Linked DNA regions of Mus musculus: region 1 is linked to region 2. The links are chromatin contacts, called in public HiCAR-type maps. All regions are on one chromosome and are shown on one strand. Each heading gives the region's core, a stretch centred on a gene start, on an enhancer-like site or on the middle of the called end of the contact. The rest is flanking DNA. Distances are from core to core; before and after follow the strand shown.

Region 1 (2,941 bases), core at 275-2,774, 630 kb after region 2:
GATTGGATTCCAAAGTCCGATTTACACCTCAGCCTAGCTCTGTGCTGCTCTCAGTTCCCCTTGTTTCTGGCTCAGTCTACTAACTCTGTGTCAATTGTTCACTGGCCACCTTTCTTCTGTTCCCTTTCTCCCTAATCAGGCTTCCAGAGGTCAATGGTCCCCCCTAGAAATGAGTACAAAGTGCTGAAGTATTCCCTGCCATGAGTCATCTTAATAGATACTCTAGTGGCGGCCTGTGGCCCAGCAGTGAGTCCGGAAAGCAGAGCTTTTAATAAAGCAGCACTTGCACACGCTCACAGCCCCATTAATTTAATACCTGCCGCTTGTTTACCAAACAGCACAGGCATGTCTCCGTGTCGATAACTTCCCAGTGACAGTGAGGCGACTGAATGTGGGCAGGGAACAGATGCACCTTTTTACGCTCTGTTAAACCATGTCACAGACTACAGCCCCTGAGCGCATTCCTTTATTTATGCTGTAGCCAGTTGAGCTAATTGTCAGAGACAGACCTGGTTCTAATTCTGCAGAGTGCCGCAACTGCAGGAGCATATGTGCTGAGGCATGAACGGTGCAGAGCTCTAAAAGGAAACGGTTAGAAAACGGAGTCAGAGGGTGGACGCATAATCTGCCAATAGACTACCCACAAAGACTTCAAAAATGTCACCTTTGCAATAGTAGATTAGGAGAGAGGGGGCAAAGGTACAGCGTTGGGAGGATTCAAAGGAACGTGAATTTGAAAGCAAATGCCTATGCACAGACAATACACCATCTGCAGAATCCACTCTACTGTGGCTGTAGTTCACCCTATGCAGGTGTGAAACACTCAGTCTCAAAGACTACCCCATAGAGGGCTAAGGGGCGACACAGTGCAGCCCAGCGGCTCTGCACAACCCCAGTAACAAACACTGCAAACACCCTAGTCCAACTCTATTAGTGACAAAAATATTTGAAAGACTCATTCATCCACCCATAAACTCTAGTGAGCTTGGACAAAGGAACTCCCGTTTATTGTTCTCCACATATCCTGTGGTATTAGCAGTGTTTCTTATTAACTGCAATACCACACTCATATTTTATCAGTAGCGAGAGTTCACTCCAGTTAAAAGTTCTTCACCCGTCATGGACATTTTTCAGCAAATTAATATCTTTTACTTGCATGACTTCTCTTCATATTACAGTTTGGGGTTTAAATGGATCATGATACTTTGCAGAAAGGGGAAAAAAAAAGACAAAAAGAGCTTAGTGTTGATAATTTTTACTACTTATGACTAAATGACCTCAACTGAAGAATAAAAAATTAAGTCATTTGTCTTATGAGGTACAGAGGACATTTTATGGTGAACAATTTAACTAATAATGGGTTGGGGCCAGTCCTTAACAAGTCACATGCTTCCATTGTCCCTTCACCCTCTGCTTATGTTTTTACCACATCCTAACAAAAACATGACCAGAACTGGTGAAAACCATACGGTTCCAACTAATGAATCACATAGTTTCCCGCAAGTACAGTAAGTACTACCAGCTGTGTGACAGTCTGACTTTGGCACTGGAACCAGTGCCGAAAAGGCAGGCCCATTTGAACGCAGCTGTATTGAAAAACCACAAGCAATGTAAGTGTGTCTGCCTGCTCGGGGCGGCTCTGTCTCTGCTCTGTCCTTAGAAAATGCCAGGCATCTTGTTTAGAAAAAGTCTCAGGAATTACAGAGATAAGGAGAAAACCCCACAAAATGTAAAAACATACTGTTTTCAGAAAATGTCACTTTGTAAAGCAGAATGCCATAAGAAAGCAATAAAAGGAGCGGATGTGGACACATACAGAGACACATGTGGGACGGGTCACATGCCTTGACTGAAGGTGGCCTATATACATGTATCTGAGTAAGAGAGGGGACAGAGTGGGCAAGGAATGACAGTAAACACGGATGCTCACCGACAGACACACTCTCTCTCTCTCTCTCTCCCCCCCCCTCTCTCTCTCTCTCTCTCTCTCTCACACACACACACACACACACACACACACACACACACACACCTGAAACCACACAGAGAAAACAACACCCAGACTTTTCAACTGATGTCTCACTAGTGACCGCATGAATTCCTACTATTTAAATTTGCCCTTCACACAAGAGTAAGTTTCACTTGTAAATCAAGAGCATTCTGGAAAAAAAAAAAAATAAAGCAACCTCCCTGGCAAGCTGAAGGTATTTTTACATGCACGCACTTTTTCTTGCTGCACACCATCATTCCCATGAATAAATATCACTGAAAGGGAGAGATATGCTCCACTTTCCTAATCTAGACGTGTTAATGTGGAAAAAGCAGAAATCGTTTTTAAGTGTCTGTTGTGACAAGGCAGTAGCTGTTACATTTCACTATTACTTAGTGATTGGTAGTAGGGTTAAGTATCAAGCTGAGAAAAACAAATACCTAGGGATATTGTTTTCCACTAAGTCTCAACTAAAAACGAATAATAACAACGGTCAAACACTTTATTTGTTGGCTAGCGTTTTAAATACAAGGAAGCCAGTGTAGGACTAACGGAAAGGTCTGCCTTTGATGTTTGCTTTTATCGCCTAATTAGCCAAACACGTTATTTTTAGCTTGTGTCAAAAAGACGCTTGGTTCAGCAGTAATCTAATCCAAAAGTCATAACAACACTACATCTTCTTTTTTTGTTTATACCACAGTTCTATGGATATTTTTTGTTTGTTTTTATGCAGCTAAGAATTGCCACATGAAGTGCAACTTTGACCCTTGGGATTTAAATTCATTCTTAGTGAATTCAGGTGCACTTGGTGAGGGCCAGGTCCAAAGCAACCGTTCATCAAATCTATCACTAGAGCTGGCTCGGGCCAGAAAGATGGCACCACACCTTCCTCAATGAGACAAGGCAAATGAGGGAAATCCACTCAGGTTTGAAAGACCACAGCTACCCATA
Region 2 (3,116 bases), core at 362-2,861:
AGACGAATTCAGAGCAGTTATTCAAACAAAATACTTTGTCATAGTAGTGGATAAATATTCACCATAGCCAAGGAGGCTTCCTCAATATAAGCCGGTTGATGAAAAGATATGAACATATATTGTATTCAGACTGTGACATGTTATTTGGCCATAAGCTTCAATACATTTTTTTTAATTAAGAAAATTTTATGTGCATGATTGTTTGTGCATTGTGTATATGCATGGTACCCAGTAGCCATGGAGACCAGAAGAGGGTGTTAGATCTTTTATAACTGGAGTCCTAGGCAATTGTGAGCGAGCTGTCGTGTGGGGGCTTGGAACTGAATCCAGGTTCTCTGCATGAGCAGTAAGTGCTCTTAACTGCTGAGCCATCTCTCAGAGCCCAAGGTGCCACGAAATGTTGATCCATGTTGCAATATGCACAAAAGACCAGACACACCAGAGCAGACCAGTTAGTCTTCTTCAAGAAGCCACACATGTATGATTCCATTTATATGGAATGTCCCAAGCTAGCAAACCCATAAAGACTCAGATTAATGGTTGACAGTTTGCAGGAGGAGACCATTGGAGGTGAGTGAGTGCTGAATGGGTGTGGGGTTTCTGTGAGATGAGGAAACTTTCTGAAATGGGATGGCTATACAAAATTGCAGATGTACCTGATGATTTAAAATGGATAATCTGTGAATTCTAGGTTGGGTGTGTTTTAACACATTAATTTTTTTCATGAGTTCTTGTCTGGCATGGCATCACCCCTCTTATACAGGATGGCACACTGCAAAATCACATGACAGAGAAACACAGGAAATTTGGGTTCTAGAGAAAGTTTGCCATCTGACTCATCTCAAAGCTTTGGGAAGTAAACCGCACAGTCTCCATGGGTCTTGGTTTTCCTGGCTATAGAATGAAGACTCTAAATGAAATGAAAGTTGAATTCCTGCACAACTCTAAAATTCTTTTATTTGAGCTATAAATAACAATTTAGAATTCTGAATTCTATGCTTTATGTTGTTCCTGCTTCACTTATATTGATGAAATGAATGTTTCTAAATTTGGTTATATTCTGCACCAAGGAACCACTCACAAAAGCATACGAGGTATATAAACCTTACAATATAACTTATAACTAGGTAGTCAAAAAGTCCCCAAAGTAATTGGGGAATGGATTAGTATACTTGTAAGAAATATTTCCCTTTTTAATGCACAGTTTTTTTGATATTTAATATGTTAGGAATGTGAACTTTTAACTTGTCAAACTATTGTAACGTATTTGAAAATTATAGTAATTTGATTACAATGTTGCCTATAAGGCACAAGGTTTAGTTAATGGAATCCATATGTAATTAAAATGCAGAACTAAATGTAATCAGACTCCAGTGACTAGGGCTTTCATATTGATAGTTTTACAATGGCCTCTGGGGTTGAAAGTTTAAATGTTATAGAATATAATAGCGCTGTAGAAAACAAGCTGGCAATTTATTTGCGTTAATGTTACCAGCACAGCCACTTAATGGTATGTGACTCTGGCATCCTGAATTGTCTTCCTCTTAGTAGTATGATCTGTTGGCAGGTGGCAGATTCACATGGCTGCCACCACTGCAAGAACATTCTCCACAGCACTGTGGTATAGACACACCAAGATGAAGGTCCCTGCCCTGAGCCAAGCCACACTCTCTTTTAATAACAGAGCTGCTTAATTTGGGTGAATTCACTTGAATCATGTGAAAGTAATAGACACAACACTATGCACCAAGCCACAAAAAAGTTAAAAAATTTTTCCTGAACTTTAAAAAAAAAAAAAAGAATGATTTTCTCTGGACGAGCTTAAGAGTCGACATCCTGTGCTGGAGTTCTCTAATCATCACCAGCACAATTTACAATCAGAACACACAGAGAGCCAGTTCAGACCAGCTCATCTGTTGATCTTGGCAATGGCCCTTCATCTCACTGTGTACAGCTGCCACTTAAGAGTGGGGGGGGGGACTCAGCGGAGAGTTGGGGGCGGGCTGCGAGGCTGGTCAAGGCAGGAGCACACAGACCTGCTTCATCTCAGTGGTCTTTCGTATTTTACTGCCCTCCACCCCTTTTTTTTTTTTAAACTCAAAATTAAATACGGACCTCTCCTGAACCACTGCGCTCCAGGCATAAGAAATTGTAATGTCTGGCTTCCAGAAACTGTCCCGTCAAAATGTGCTTCTGATTAGGTGGCTTAATTACAGCTGTGAAAACAATGTTGATTTAGGCCGCAAGATTCCAGGGCATGTCAGCTGCTATTAGCTAACCTTGGACTGAATCCACCATTTTAAAACTCTGTGCCACTAAACTCACCCTGCCTGACAACTTTTTATTTAGGTGGAAAAGTTGCCAAAAGCAGTACATTTTAATCAACGTATTGTTCAACACACAATTTCATTTGTATCACCATTAATGACTCTATCAAGAACAAGGAAACTCCATTTGTTCAAACCAGTAAGTCCTGAGTAGTATTTTTGAGGGGCAACTGACACAAGAATTACTTTTAACTCCTTTAATTCAGTTTTATTTTAATTCTAGCATGTTGGTTTAACCACCCAACTTTATTACACCTAAATTTTCCTGACAGTTTCATTTGCTGTTAGGAAATAAAATTGCAATTTTTTTTTTCAGCATGGGAAATAATGGCTAGTTTTTAAAATGTTATGGTGGAAGCGTCCCTTGCCTGAAGCGTGTTCAGACCCAAACTCAGTTTACTTTTGGAAGGAAACGGACCTCATTAAATGGTTTTTTAATATTTTAATATCGCCTAAGTATTTTTCCATGGTGAGAAGGCTGATTAGACCTGTCTGTTTCCACCTGCAGGGGAGCTAGAGGTTGTAATTATTTGATGGCTCTGGTGCTCTGGCCTTTTCAATACAATTGATGCAGATACCGTGAATAGCTATGTATTTGAGGTCATTCCAATTTCTTTCACTATTGGACATGAAAACTTACTCTTATGTGACATGAATGACAATATCACAGAACAACAGTTGAAAAAAGTCAGTAATTAAAAGAAAGCAGTGCACTGAAGGCAGAAGCATGACAGGAAGTACAAAAGGCATTAAGTCTCATAATCATCTCATGAGAACTTTTCCTTGAAA

The links. HiCAR-type assays count read pairs that join an accessible place to other places.
Region 1: a HiCAR-type map of fibro-adipogenic progenitors shows a contact between it and region 2, with 4 times the contacts expected there. The contact joins two enhancer-like sites. A contact is called at or near these places in 1 of 484 Hi-C or Micro-C datasets (uterus) and 1 of 115 datasets of contacts at active chromatin or transcription factors (fibro-adipogenic progenitors).

Annotation. Positions count from the first base shown.
Region 1 is chr4:84,456,232-84,459,172 of GRCm38.p6, forward strand. All of the region lies in intron 3 of Bnc2 (basonuclin 2), which reads right to left. Among named protein-coding and RNA genes, the nearest start is that of Bnc2, 220 kb to the right of the region's middle. Within about 2 kb of position 1,525, at least 49 of the 459 cell types and tissues checked have an H3K27ac peak or open chromatin away from gene starts, as enhancers often do. A contact at or near this core is called in fibro-adipogenic progenitors and uterus, where this site is marked.
Region 2 is chr4:83,829,485-83,832,600 of GRCm38.p6, forward strand. The region is part of intron 25 of Ccdc171 (coiled-coil domain containing 171); the gene reads left to right. All of the region lies in intron 2 of Gm42309 (a long non-coding RNA gene), which reads right to left. Among named protein-coding and RNA genes, the nearest start is that of Gm42309, 11 kb to the right of the region's middle. Within about 2 kb of position 1,612, at least 55 of the 459 cell types and tissues checked have an H3K27ac peak or open chromatin away from gene starts, as enhancers often do. A contact at or near this core is called in fibro-adipogenic progenitors and uterus, where this site is marked.